Linked DNA regions of Mus musculus: all the other regions are linked to region 1. The links are chromatin contacts, called in public promoter capture Hi-C maps. All regions are on one chromosome and are shown on one strand. Each heading gives the region's core, a stretch centred on a gene start, on an enhancer-like site or on the middle of the called end of the contact. The rest is flanking DNA. Distances are from core to core; before and after follow the strand shown. Region 1 holds the start of Ensa (endosulfine alpha). Region 2 holds the start of Mrps21 (mitochondrial ribosomal protein S21). Region 3 overlaps Rprd2 (regulation of nuclear pre-mRNA domain containing 2).

Region 1 (4,705 bases), core at 779-3,278:
AGTCTGGTCTACAGAGTAAGTTCCAGCAACAGCCAAAACTGTTACATGGAAAAACCAAAAAGGAGAGGAGGAGGAGGAGGAGGAGGAGGAGGAGGAGGAGGAAGAGGAGGAACAGGAGGAGGAGGAGATGATGAGATAATGGCTTAATTTGAAAGGCGGAGGCTGCCCTATGTGTGTATTCATATAAAAGTAATACAGTCCTATCTACTTGATAGATGCTCAAGAACTACTCTATTTCTTTGGTTGCCTTTCGTTTTTGAGACAGGGTTGCACTGTGTAGTCTTGGTTTGCTTCACACTCGAGATACTGTTTCAGCGTCCTTTGTGGGAGTATTATAGACAGGAACCATCACACAGGTTAAGAACTATTATTGAACTATGGCTTTGTTTACATTAGCTGGTATTTAATATGTGTTAAATGTTTACCATGTGCCTAGAACTACCATCTTAAACTCAAGAAATTATGTCTCCACAGAGTGACCCTTAACTGTTAGCATCCTGTCTAAGCTCCACCCCACAGTTACCTGGCAACAGCCAGGAAGGCCTGACCCACTATAAAAGGTGCTGTTTGCCCCTCTAGGTCTCTTGCCCTCTTGGTCTCTTGCTCTTCCCTCTGTCTCCTTGTCCTTCCCCATTCCTTTCCCCCCTTTCCCACGTGCTCACGGCTGCCTCTACTTTTATAATTCTCTACTCTCTCTGCCTTTCTCTACCTCTACTACCCTCTCTCTTGACTCCCCTCCCCATGCCCTGAATATACTCTATTCTATAGTCCTGTGGCTGGTCCCTCAGGGGGCAGGGATGCCTTAGCATGGGCCTGCTGAGGTACCCCCTTCTCCCATACCTCACTGTTGGTATTCTGTCTGGACTCCACCCCCCACAGTTACCTAGCAACAGCCTGGTAGGCCTGGCCCACTATAAAAGGGGCTGCTTGCCCCCTCCTCTCTCTCTTACTTTTGCCTCTTACCCTTTAGTTCCCCCTCTTCCCCCTCTCTCCCCATTCCCTTCTCCTTTCTCTCCATGTGGCCATGGGCTACTTTCTCCCTCTCTCTGCCTTTCTCTGCCTCTACTACCTTCTCTCTCTCTCTCTCTCTCTCTCTCTCTCTCTCTCTCTCTCTCTCTCTGGTTTGTTTGTTTGTTTGTTTGTTTGTTTGTTTTCGAGACAGGGTTTCTCTGTATAACCCTGGCTGTCCTGGAACTCACTCTGTAGACCAGGCTGGCCTCGAACTCAGAAATCCGCCTGCCTCTGCCTCCTGGGTGCTGGGATTCCACCATGCCCGGTTCACTACTACCCTCTCTCTTAACTCCCCTCCCTATACCCTGAATAAACTCTATTCTATACTATACCGTCATGTGGCTGGTCCCTCAGGGGGCAGGGATGCCTTGGCATGGGCCTGAGGCACCCCCTTACCCCATACCTCACCACACCCCCATAGAACATAACCTTATACTTCTCTATATTTCTATAATCACAACACTCACCACAACTCCATAGAACATATCTCCCTTTATGTTTTTATAAATACATCATTAACAGTTATAATTGCCTACATAAGGACTAAAGTGTGAATGAAAACCTTACAAGAAAACTCAAGTCTCCTACAAGCTAGCACTGAGTCCTGGAAAACTGCTGAATATCAGTTTGTCTTCCAATTTTAATTTTTGGTCGTGGGTAACTTGTTCTAACACCGCTCAAGGCTTGAGCCTTTGCACCAGAGAATAAAGGATTTCTATGTTAACCCGGCTCGGATGCAACATTCAGCGACTTGCCCAGGATCTGGCTAATAAACTGAACACAGCTTCAGCCCACCCAAGAAGCAAAAATACCAAAGCTTGCTGTCCTGCCCCTAAGGTCCATGCAGGCTTTTAATTGGTTCTGTGGCTCACTCTCTTTCCCGGTTGGTGTTCTAGCTTGCCTGTCGCTCTAAAGAATCCGCCCACCTCCGGCCAACGCTTATTGGTGTGTCGTTACATCATTGCCCCGTCAAGCCCACTCTCATTGGCTCTCATAGGAGGGGGCGGTCTCAACGTCACGGGCTTGAGCCGCCATTTTGACTGAGCAACCATAGTGACAGGAGCCGGAGCAGCAGCTCAGGTTGTCCCCGTTTCCCCTCCCCCTTCCCTTTTCCGGCTGACTTCCCGGGCCCTGCATTACACAGTCCCGGTTCTGCCATGTCCCAGAAACAAGAAGAAGAAAACCCTGCGGAGGAGACCGGCGAGGAGAAGCAGGTGAGGAGAAGGGGGGACCGGGGGTGGCCGCGCGGGCGGAATACGCCCCCGCTGCCGCTGATTGGCCGCCTCTGCCTCAGGCTGTACAGGGGTTGGCCACTACTAATGTCGCGCAGGCTGCATTTCGGCGCGGCCTAGTGCCCTGATGTCGATTAGTCAAGCCGATTGTCAATCTGTGGGCTCCCCTTTCTTATTGGCCAGTAGGCCTCTATTCAGTTCATGGAAGCCGTTCTATAATTGGGCGAGCTCTGGCGTGGGCGGGTGTTTGGAAAGATGAGGCGAATGAAAGGGGGCTGGATGGTGGTCCAGAGCTGTAAATGAGATGTTTGATTAGTAAAGATAAATACCAGACTGGAGCTCATCCTTCATCCACAGCAAGATAGAGGTCAAAGTGAAGACATTTAAAATGAACCAGCATTGGGGGAGGGGAAAAGAGTAATTATTACCATGGGGTAAGTTCAGGTGGCAACTTCCTTAGACCTGTTTGGTAGGGATGGTTTGTTGTTCACCGTCAGTGACTTATAGATCCGCTCGAATTTCTCCGCAGTGGGATGTGGTCCACCCACCATCGCATTATGAAAACACTAGTGCCAAACCCCTTCTTCGACACCATATTTGAGTTACTTAACACTGAGCTCAGGGACTCATTAAATACACTTAGTGTTATCTCTGACCCTGTTTGTCAAGTGAAAATACACTAGCCAGGAGATGGTGGCGCACGCCTTTAATCCCAGCACTTGGAAGGCAGAGGCAGGCAGATCTCTTGAGTTCTGAGTTCAAGACCAACCTAATATACACCAAGAACCCCTCTCTCAGAAAATATAAAAATAAAAACAACAAGAAAAACTAATGGCATGTTGATTTCTGTTTTCAAGTATATTACTCTGGTAAATATCTTTAGAATAAGCCACATGCCTAGCGTCCTCCACAGTGAGACCATATTGCTTCTTAGAGTGTGAATGAGGAGGGAGCCTCTCAGCAGACAAAAGCTCCCCTGACCTGTAGGACAGCCAGGAACTCTAGTAGTTCCTTTTTTATCTTTCCTGAGTGAGCTCTGGCTTGCTCTATGGTTCAAGTATCATGTTGAGATACTACCTTTAACCTAGTGTTCACAGGTCACGGGTGATTCCTTGAGTGTAATATAAGAACTAACTTGTTTTTCTTTGCTTGATACAGTTATCTTGAGCTTAGGCATTTGAACAAAGGTCTAGCTTTTAAGAGTAGAGGAGCAGGAAAGATTGGTTAGGAACACTCATTGCAGAGCACCTGGGTTTAGTTCCCAGCCCATGGTAGCTCACAACCATGTACAGTTCAGTCTAGGAAACCGGGCCCAGACTGAACTCAGGGCACTGGGCATCCATGTGGTACACAGCCATAGCCATACGAGTCTGCAGAATACATGCACATAAAATAAATAAATCCTTAAATAATACACACACTCAACAGAACAGAGTGTAGATAGCATAATTACAAACAGGTAGACCTCTAAGAAAATTTGATAATACAAAGGTTATCAGATATTAGAAGTCATTGTTTTTCAGCCATTAATTTCACTTGGCGTGTTTTCTTCAGGATACACAGGAGAAAGAAGGGATTCTCCCTGAGAAAGCTGAGGAGGCAAAGCTAAAGGCCAAATATCCAAGCCTAGGACAAAAGCCTGGAGGCTCCGACTTCCTCATGAAGAGACTCCAGAAAGGGGTATGGGACACCCTTATACTGTGGCACCTTGGATGAAGTCCGTAGACATTCTACTGCATGTTTTTCTGTAGCTTTGGTTATTTAGCAGTAGTAAAGATAAATTAGAAACTTGGAAAGAGAAAAGCAAATTATGTGAATCTCTGCAATGATGTTACTTCCCTTCTAACTATAGGAAATGAAGGATTAATGGTGGGCATTTGGGTAGGTGGCAGATGGGGACTGAAGGAAGGATATTAGATACAGAACACCCAAATAGTTCAACTTGCAATAAGGTTCTTTAGTCTGTTAAAAGCTGGCATTACACACTAACCATGCTCCTCAAGAGACTATTGTAGCTGAGTGTGCTGGCTAGCATCTGTGATCTCAGCGCCTGAGCTGAAGCAGGAGGATAACCACACATGCAAGAACAGCTTAGGCTACATAGTAAGTTTTAGAATAGCCAAGGCTAGGCTTGAGAGACGGATCAGAAGTTGAGAGAGCTGGGCTGCTGTGTCCAGAAAGGCAATATTTGGTTCCCAGTACCCATATCAGGCAGCTGGGACTCCAGCTCCAGGAGGTTGTCTGGCTTCCATGGACACATATACAAACATAATTCTTTTAAAAGATTTTGTAATTATCTTTAAAAATTAAAAAAGTGCATGCCGCCGGGCAGTGGTGGCGCATGCCTTTAATCCCAGTACTCAGGAGGCAGAAGCAGGTATATCTCTTGAGATTAAGGCCAGCCTGGTCTGCATAGTGAGTTCCAGGGTTTTTTGAAACCTGTCTCCAAAAAAAAAAAGTAA
Region 2 (4,705 bases), core at 712-3,211, 250 kb after region 1:
TTTGGAACCTGAAATGCCTTCTCATCCATGACTTATTTCTTCAAGAGCACAATTAGAATCCATCTTTGCTAGCCAGGCACGTAAACAATATCAAACACACGATCAACCTCAGCATCTGGGAGACGGAGGCAGGAGGATCAGGAATCAAGGTAATCCTTGGCTACACTGCCCATTCTAGGCCAGCCTGAGCTACATGAGATGAACAAAAATCACAGAGGAATTAATCCTCTCTAGTAGCCTTATTCCACAGATACTGGCTCAGCTGAAATGCACCATGCCTCTGCTTCTTGTTTCTCATTCCCCTCCCAGACTTTTTTTTTTTTTTTTTTTTTTTTTTGACATGAGGAGGGGTCATCTGAGACTGAGTCTAGTCACCATCATCTAAATTATTCTCAAATTCTTCCTGTCTCTACCTCCCAGGTGCTGGGATTACAGTGTGCCCAGCAGTTTTTCGGGGTCTTTGGATAGAACTCAGATTTATCATCAAGGGATGATAGCTGCTTGTTGGATAAGCTCCATCGAGCTGAATTTGGAGAACTTCATTTTTAGGATAATAAACTGAAGGGATAAGAAGTGTCCAGAGGGGCTGGAGAGATGACTCAGTAGTTAAGAGCACTGGCTGCTCTTCCAGAGGCCTTGAGTTCAATTCCCAGCTACCACATGGTGACTCACAACCATCTGTACTGAGATCTGGTGCCCTCTTCTGATATGCAGGCATACATGCAGGTAGAACACTGTATGCACAATAAATAAATTTAAAAGAAGAAGAGGAGGAAGAAGAAAGAGGAGGAGGAGGAGGAAAAAAGGAGGAGGTGGAGGTGGTGGTATTCAGAGCCTACACAGAGCTGGCACCAGTGGTAGGCTTTATGAGGTGGTAGGCTGGGTGCAGGATCACCTCACATTTCCCACGGCTGGTCCAGGCAAGACTCGACTCATTTTACCTGTTCAGGGTCCGGTAGGCACCTTCCACGTTCCCCTCCTGAACCATCACTGTCCTGGCAATGAACTTCAGATGTTTAGCCATGGCCTCGTATTTAAATCTTCATTCTTCCGGGACTACAGACTGGACATCGAGCATGGAAACCAGAGACTCAATGTAAGAGAACAAAGCCCAACAGAGTCACAACTTACCATAGGTAGTTTTTATTTAATTTAGCAACAGAACCAGCTTGAGATCCACAGAACTGGGCTGGAGGAATTCTCCATATCTTAGTAAGTACAAGTAAGTCTGGAGAGATGGCTCAGTAGTTAAGAGGATCCAAGTTCGATTCCCAGTACCCACAGGGTGGCTCACAACACATACAGTCCCAGGGAATCCAACACCCTCTTCTGACCTCTGTGATGCACAGACATACATGCAAGTAAAACACTCACACACATAAAATATAAATAACTTTTTTTTTTAATGAAAAAGTACAAGCAAATTGTTAGCAACATTTCTTTCACTACGCAGTGATATGGCTTAGCAGGTAAAGGCGCTTGCCACCAAGCCTGATGACCCGAGTTAGAGCCCTGGATCCTTACGGTGGAAAGAGAGGACAGACTCCTGCAAGCTGTCCTGACTTTCGCCCCTCCCAACCCCCCGGTCACACCAAGAAATAATTAAAAGATAATTGCCGGGCAGTGGTGGCCCACGCCTTTTATCCCAGCACTTGAGAGGCAGAGGCAGGCGGAACTCTTGAGTTCGAGGCCAGCCTCGTCTACAGAGCCAGTTTCAGGGCAGCCAGGGCTACATAAAAACACTCTCGAAAAAGCAAAGCAAAGCAAACCAAAAAATAGGTTTCCGCTGAGAGTTAGAAAGAACTCTTCGTCCGCCTCTAGGCACCACGCGAAATCTTGCCCTCCCGCCATACTCGCTTTGCAGCTCAGTGAACCCCCCCACACCCCTCGAGCTCCCTACCTGGGGCCTCTGAATTCGGACTCCGGGTCTCTGCGGACCGGAAGCGGAAGCTACGGAGTCCCGCGACGGGAGGAAGCTACGCTGCAGGGCTCAGCCGACTGCAGCTCCGCTTACCGTCTGACCTTGCGAAGGTTCGGTGCTGAGCGCAGGCGCTGGACTTTCCGCCTGACAGTCAAAGGAACAGCGTCCTCACCTTCCTATGGAGGAGTCGCGGTCGTCGGGTCTGCGAGAAGGTCAGCCCGATCCGTAGCTCTAATCCTGTTAAACTTTTACTAGATTTGAGCGATTTCGTTTTCTGGATGGGAAATGGGAAGCGTCCTGAGAATATTTTCTATTTAAAAAGGACAGATCTGCTCACCGGGTGAAAAAAATGGCTCCACACCCCCTAATCTGCCTAAAAGTTAAGAAAAGAAATTACATACTGTGAGTTTCCCATTGCATCAGCTACCTAAGCCATTTCATTAAATAAAGTAGAATCAAAAAGAAACAAATGGGAAACGCCTGCAGAATTTTAAATCAAAATATTGTTGTTTTAATGCCAACTTTGCCATTTGTTGCCTTGTAAGATCTAGTAGAATTTTTTTTTCTTCCATACGTCTGGACAACCCTATGTGTATGTTATCCCCACATCTCCATATATGGTTATTTACATGGGTTTAGAAGTATCCATATACAGAAAAACCTACCCACAACACACACAGATGCACCCTCATCTGTTACTTCTTTAAGGGATTTGCTTTTATTTTGTGTGTGTGTACGTGTGCCTGCGTGTATGTATGTGCACCGTGTGCGTGCGTGCGTGCAGGAGCTCAAGAAGGATTGGAGAGGTGTTGGGGCCCTGGAACTGGAGTTAATAGGAGGCTCTGAGCTGCCATGTGGGTACTGGGAACAGAACCTGGGTTCTCTGCAAGAGCAATTAATTTTCTTAACCACCGGGCCATCTGGCCAGGTCATTATCAGTTAATAGGTATTCACACAAAATTTAAGCCTGCCTCGTAGTAAGCCAAATCCAAAGTCCCAAACTGAAGCTAGACACCTTTGTGCTTGTCAGCAAACCTAATTGAATGACTGTCCTCTGCTAAGCACTGCTGATACTATTCCAGTGTCTCTTGTACAACTGACAGTATGTAGACACAATTTTAGGCCCAGTCGCATATAATAAGTGCAAAATTAATTCTATGGACAGTACGTAATCCGTTAGAAAGGAGTTCTAGCTTCAGATTCTAAGCATCAGCAGACGTATGACTTTGAACAAGTTACTCAGACTAGGGGTCTGCACTTTTTGTCTAAATAAAAATATTGGAATACTACCATGTTTATTTGTTGATATTATACGGCTCTCTTGGGCTATAGTGGTAGACTTGGGTAGAAGAAATGGAGATCTGTGACCTACAAATACTTATAATCTAGATCTTGCTAAACATGAACTTTCAATCTGGCTTCTTATTTGTAAAATGATGCTAACATCTACTCTGTTGGTCTCACAAAATTGGTCATAAGAATCGAATGGGCTCACAGTCAGCTATTGGATGGATCACAGAGCCCCCAATGGAGGAGCTAGAGAAAGTACCCAAGGAGCTAAAGGGATCTGCAACCCTATAGGTGGAACAACAATATGAACTAACCAGTACCCCCAGAACTCGTGTCTCTACCTGCATATGTAGCAGAAGATGGCCTAGTCGGCCATCATTGGGAAGAGAGGCCCCTTGATATTGCAAACTTTATAAGCCCCAGTACAGGGGAACAGCAGGGCCAAGAAGTGGGAGTGGGTGGGTAGGGGAGTGGAGAGGGGAGGGTATGGGGAACTTTTGGGATAGCATTTGAAGTGTAAATGAAGAAAATACCTAATTAAAATATATATTTAAAAAAAGAATCGAATGGGATATAATGTAAGATAATTCATTAATTTTTGTTTTAATTTTAAGGTTTATTTTATTATTATATGTGTATGAGTATTTTGCTTACATGTATGTGTGTGCCTACATGTATGTGTATGTGTGTTATGTCTGTGCCTGGAGGTCAGAACAGAACACTGAATCCCTTGGGCCTGGAATTACAGATGGTTGAGAGCTACCATGTACATGCTGGGAATTGAACTTGGGTCTTCTGCTAGAGTAACAGGTGCTCTTAACTGCTGAGCCAACTCTTCTCCTCTTGTTATCATTTTCTTTTTTACTAGACTGAAAAAAAAGTTTTTATAAATGTATATGGGGGGTGTTGTCTACATGCATGTCTGATGTCCAGAAAAGCCTGAAGAGAGCATCAGATCCACTGGATCTGGATTTACAGATGTTGTAAGCCATCATATAGGTGCTGGGAATCTAACCTGGGTCCTCAGTAAGAGCTGTCAGTACTATCAACCTCTGAGCCTTCTGCCCAACTGCAATGCCCCTAAGTTTTAAGCCTAGATATCTAGAAAAATGTTGGCATCATATATTTCATCAACAGAAGAGGAGTCATTGTGTGTGTGTGTGTGTGTGTTTGTATGCATGTGTGTGCACTCGTGCAGGTGTATGCATGTGTACATGTGTACAAGAGCTCCCATAAAAGCTCATGTGTGGGGGCTGGTGAGATGGCTCAGTGGGTAAGAGCACCCGACTGCTCTTCCGAAGGTCCAGAGTTCAAATCCCAGCAACCACATGGTGGCTCATAACCACCCGTAACGAGATCTGATGCCCTCTTCTAGAGTGTCTGAAGACAGCTACAGTGTACTTACATATAATAAATAAATAAATCTTTAAAAAAAAGAATAATAATGATACATTTTTTTAAAAAAAGCTCATGTGTATGTGTCATAGCACATGT
Region 3 (4,705 bases), core at 834-3,333, 170 kb after region 1:
GCTATAGAGTGCTCACAAAAAGGGACCTACCATGACTGCCCTTCAAAAGACCTAACAAGCAGCTGAAAGAGTCAGATGCAGATATTTACACCCAACCAATAGACAGAAGCTGCTGACCCTTGTAGTTGAATTAGGGAAAAGATGGAAGAAGCTGAGGAGGAGGGTGACCTTGCAGGCTCAATTTACCTGGACCCCTGAGATCTCTCAGACCCTGAACCACCAACCGGGCATCATACAGTAGCGGATATGAGGACCTCAACACACATACAGCAGAGGACTGCCAGGCCTGGGTTCAGTCAGCGAAGATGAACCTAACCCTCAAGAGACTGGAGGTCCAGAGAATGGGAAGGTCTTGTGGGGTGGAGAGTGAGGATAGGGACATCCTCATGGAGATAGGGAGGTAGGGATGGGGGACAGTTAGAGGGTGGGCCAGGAGGGGGATACAATCTGGATTGTACAATTAATTAATTAATTAATTAAACCAAAATAAAATAGTTTCCCCAAATATTTGTGGAGACAAAGAAAGAAAGAAAGAAAGAGAGAGAGAGAGAGAGAAAGAAAGAGGAAGGGAAGGGAAGGGAAGAAAAAAGAAAAGGAGAAAGAGTTGAACGAACTTGTACAAATAGCAAGATTAGAAGAAAACTAATCTTGTACAACACTGACCTCAAACCAGAAAATAACTGCAAATCATGTTTAATAGTATTCCATATACAGATCCTTAGATCAACCAATCCAGACACTTCTCACAAAACATTTAAGTGCCTCCATTTGCTGGCTGAAGCTATTTGAAATATCTGAATGTTCTGGGCATAATTTGATTCCAGGTTTACACGAAGGCTAAGCTTTTCAAAGACTCAACCCACCTAAGGTTCACTGTTAAAATGCTGGGCAATTCTAACATTCACCTGGACGACCCAAGTTCTACAGTCACTCAGGCTCCTCACCTCACACTCATTGCCTTCTAGGATCTGCTCACACAGCCCTGTCTCTGACCACACTCACCCATTCCCATTCTACCATTCTACAACCTCAGACAGCAGTCCATGCTCTCTACCTCCTCCATCTCCTTCAGAATTCATTTATTTCTAAGAATTCCACTGCATTTGATACATTATTTAAATTACTCTTACCAAAACCCTCATTTTCTTTTCCTTTTCTACCTAATTTAGCTTTCTAGTACAAAACCCTAAGTCTGGATGAGTCTAAATGAATGCTTTTCCTGTACCTTTCTTTTGTTTTTTAAAATTACATTTATTATTTTTCCTTATGTGTGCTTGGCATGCATGTATACATACAATGTGTGTATACATCATGGATGCAAATACATCAACAATGTGTACCACCTCTCTAGAACCTTCTTGTCTGATTTTTGTTTTAATTTGTGTTGAGACAAGGTGTGCAGATTTGAATGAGAATGGCCCTTATAGGCTCATAGATCTGAACACTTAGTCACCAGGGAGTGGAACTCTTTGATAGGATTAGAAGGATTTGGAAGTGTGTCACAGTAGGTGGGCTTTGAGGTCTCAAAAGTTCTTCAAAATCCTATACTAGGCCCAGTTTCTCTGTTTCTGTGTGTGCGGGTCTCTCTGTCTGCTGATCACGATGTAACTCTTGGCTACTTTACCACCACTCCTGCCTGTCACCATGTTCTCTGCCATGACAATAGTGGACAAAAGCTTCTGACACTGTAAGCAAACTCTTAACTAAATGTTTTCTTTTATAAGAAAGAATTTCCTTGGTCATGGTGTCTTGAGCACAGGGTCTCACACTATGTAGGGCCTGGGATTTGCTGTGTAGACCAGACTACCTTCCAACTCTGGGGATCTGTCTGCCTCTACCTCCGGAGTTCTGTTCTGTTTCTGAGGCAGGGTCTTGAAAAGCCCAAGGTGGCCTCAAATTCCTGATCCCCAGAACAACCTGACCCCACCTTCCAAGTACTGAGTTTACAGGTATGTGCTGCCACAGTCTGCTGTACCTCTAATTCTGCTGTTAGATTCTACTAAAGGAAAAGTACACAAGAAGGGGACTAATGTCCTACGAATGAGCCCATTCTGTAACAGCTCCTCCTTCAGCAGTGCCTTCTCTCACTTGCTCTAAGAGGTATTTCACAATGTACCACCCAGGACTCTATGACACAGATCTCTCACTCTTGGGACATAAGCATACATGCTATTTTATACACAAAGTAGCATTAAATGAGAATTATCTTCTCTAAAGAACATGTGCAGCATCCCCATCCCATTACCTAGAGGCATCCTGACTCGCTCAGTGGAAGCCCAAAAGAGTGAACAACTCAAGTTTCAAACAAAACAAAGACAGACCAGCAGCAGCAGCAGCAGCAGCAGCAGCAGCAGCCCCAGCCCCAACCATCAAATAAACAAATAAAACACCTTGCTAGGCCCGTGTGGGGGTAGGCACCTGTATTCCCAGCCTGGGGAGTGAACAAAAGCAGGAGGATTAGGACTTGAGAGTCATTCTAGTAACACATACCAAGTTTCAGGTTATCCTGGGGTACAGGAGGAAAAGTATATACAAGCTCTTTGTAATATTCTTAAAGTATTTTTAAAGTTTGAACTAAATGCTTGGATTACAAGCATGAGTTTGAATTTCAAACTTCAAGAATAACTTCCCTATATGCTATATTTGATTTGGTTTTCACCCTGTCTTACCCCATCAAGAACTTTAAGCCCCACAAAGTGGATGTGGTTAGACACCAACATAAAAGCCTCCATCTTACTGCCTCTCTGATACCTGCAGGCGTATGGAACACACATATTTAGGCTCTTACACACAGTAGATACACAAACAAATCTTTTTTTTAAAAAAATAAGTGGGGGCTGGAAAGATGGTTCCTTGGTTAAAAGCATCAGTTGTTCTTTTAGAGGACCCAAATTAGTTCCCAGCTCACAAAAGTCCCAGGAGACCCAATGTTCTTTTCTGGCTTTTGTAGACACAAATAAGGCCCAGAGACAAACATACAAGCAAAATACCCATATACATTAAAAACAACAACACTTTGGCCTGACAGTGGTGGGGCATGCCTTTAGTCCCACCACTTGTGGGGCATCTCTGAGTTTGAAGCAGGTCTGTCCTACATACAGAGTGAGTTCCAGAACAGCCAGGGCTACAAAGAAAACCCTTGTGTCACACACACACACACACACACACACACACACACACACACACACACGAATGAATGAATGAATGAATGAATGAATGTTTTAAGTGGCCAAGGACAAAGGCAATTAAACAGAAAGAAATCTGGGGCCATACAGAAATACTAATAAAGAAATTGAAAAACAAGAATTATCTTTACAAAGACAAAGACAATTCTTCCTAAGTTGGTGTTCCAAGAATCAAAATATTTAACTGTTTACTGATGAATGAAATACTATTACATTATATATTCTCACATTTTAACAAGACTTTAAAAAAAAAGCTGAGTGTGTTGGCACATGCCTTTAATTCTAACACTTAGGAGGCAGAGACTCAAATGGATCTGTGAGTTCAAGGTCAGCATGGTCTACAGAGTGAGTTCCAGGACAGACAGAGGTACATAGAGACCCTACCTCAAAAAAAAAAAAAAAAAAAAAAAAGTGAATGAATAAATGAATGAATAAATAAATAAATAAATAAATAAATATTATGGGTGTTGTAATTAACAAACAATTTCAGGTATTTTCAACTTTAGTGTCACTTATGTAATGGTTGAAAAACTAAGTCCTTAGTAAGTTGATTTTTATATACATTGAAAAGGGGAACAATATTCAACCAAAATTAAAAGTAGTAAAGTGCTGCTACCAGGTGTCATCAAGATAGTTCACTGGGTAAAGGCTCTGGATGCCAAGTTAACAACTCCTTGCATGGCGGGAGAAAAAGGCACCAAATCATTCTCTGACCTCCACACCCCTCCCTCCCTCCTTCCTCCTTCCCAGAGAGAGGTCCTAGCGGGCACTGTGCTTGCTGCAGCAGCATGTGGACCCGAGTCTGATTTCACTGATCCACTGGAAAGCTGGGGGTGCTTAGGTAACCCAGTCCAGTGTTACAGGGCACAGACATGTGGATCCCAGGAGCTTGCAGGGAAAATGGCTTCTGGGAAAGACAAGCCCCAGTTTCAGAGAGAGAGTATCTCGGGGAAGAATGAGAGTAACAGAGTAAAGCACCAGACGTGTTCCCCACACATGTGAAAGCATGCACACATATAAACCACAGATGAGGAGCTGGTGAGATGGCTCAGAGGTTAAGAGTGCCGACTGCTCTTCCAAAGGTCCTGAGTTCAAATCCCAGCAACCACATGGTGGCTCACAACCATCCGTAACAAAAATCTGATGTCCTCTTCTGGAGTGTCTGAAGACAGCTACAGTGTATTTACATATAATAAATAAATAAATATTAAAAAAAAAAATAAACCACAGATGAAAGAGAAAAACAGTCACCAGTCCACCAAGAGTCACTCAAGAACATTTGCTGTGCAGCACAAGTGCAGCTCATAAATTAGCTCAACAGTCAAGAGAAAAGTAGACTCTAAACATCTGCTAAACGAGTTGACTTACTAAATCCGAAAAATGAATGCAACCATTATCCAAAGGTAAGAACTTCAAAAAAAATTTTTAAAAATGGTTCAAATGCTAAACATAAACAAACAAAAACCTTAAAAAGTGTGACAGCCTTGAATCTTAATTTTCTTTACCTTCTACACCACAAA

What was found. Promoter capture Hi-C pulls out the DNA fragments that hold promoters and counts their contacts.
Region 2: a promoter capture Hi-C map of 3T3-L1-derived adipocytes shows a contact between it and region 1, with 4 times the contacts expected there. The contact joins the promoter of Mrps21 here to the promoter of Ensa in region 1. A contact is called at or near these places in 17 of 39 promoter capture datasets (the 3T3-L1 cell line, 3T3-L1-derived adipocytes, the HPC-7 cell line and 11 more), 2 of 484 Hi-C or Micro-C datasets (CD4 T cells and muscle stem cells) and 4 of 9 other capture datasets (adipose tissue, embryonic stem cells, liver and 1 more).
Region 3: a contact with region 1 is called in a promoter capture Hi-C map of the C10 cell line. The contact joins the enhancer-like site here to the promoter of Ensa in region 1. A contact is called at or near these places in 8 of 39 promoter capture datasets (3T3-L1-derived adipocytes, the C10 cell line, the HPC-7 cell line and 3 more), 2 of 484 Hi-C or Micro-C datasets (nephron progenitors and peritoneal macrophages), 4 of 115 datasets of contacts at active chromatin or transcription factors (embryonic stem cells and stem cell-derived neural progenitor cells) and 3 of 9 other capture datasets (adipose tissue, embryonic stem cells and liver).

Annotation. Positions count from the first base shown.
Region 1 is chr3:95,622,952-95,627,656 of GRCm38.p6, forward strand. Ensa (endosulfine alpha) reads left to right here and starts at 2,029. Exons shown (of 4, transcript NM_019561.2): 1 at 2,029-2,225; 2 at 3,798-3,923. The coding sequence starts at 2,169.
Region 2 is chr3:95,869,553-95,874,257 of GRCm38.p6, forward strand. It overlaps Mrps21 (mitochondrial ribosomal protein S21), which reads right to left and starts at 1,962. Exons shown (of 3, transcript NM_001355759.1): 1 at 1,901-1,962; 2 at 942-1,063. The coding sequence starts at 1,024. C920021L13Rik (RIKEN cDNA C920021L13 gene) reads left to right here and starts at 1,970. Exons shown (of 4, transcript NR_040446.1): 1 at 1,970-2,133.
Region 3 is chr3:95,791,783-95,796,487 of GRCm38.p6, forward strand. All of the region lies in intron 1 of Rprd2 (regulation of nuclear pre-mRNA domain containing 2), which reads right to left. Among named protein-coding and RNA genes, the nearest start is that of Gm26361, 2.7 kb to the right of the region's middle. Within about 2 kb of position 2,084, at least 5 of the 459 cell types and tissues checked have an H3K27ac peak or open chromatin away from gene starts, as enhancers often do. A contact at or near this core is called in 3T3-L1-derived adipocytes, where this site is marked.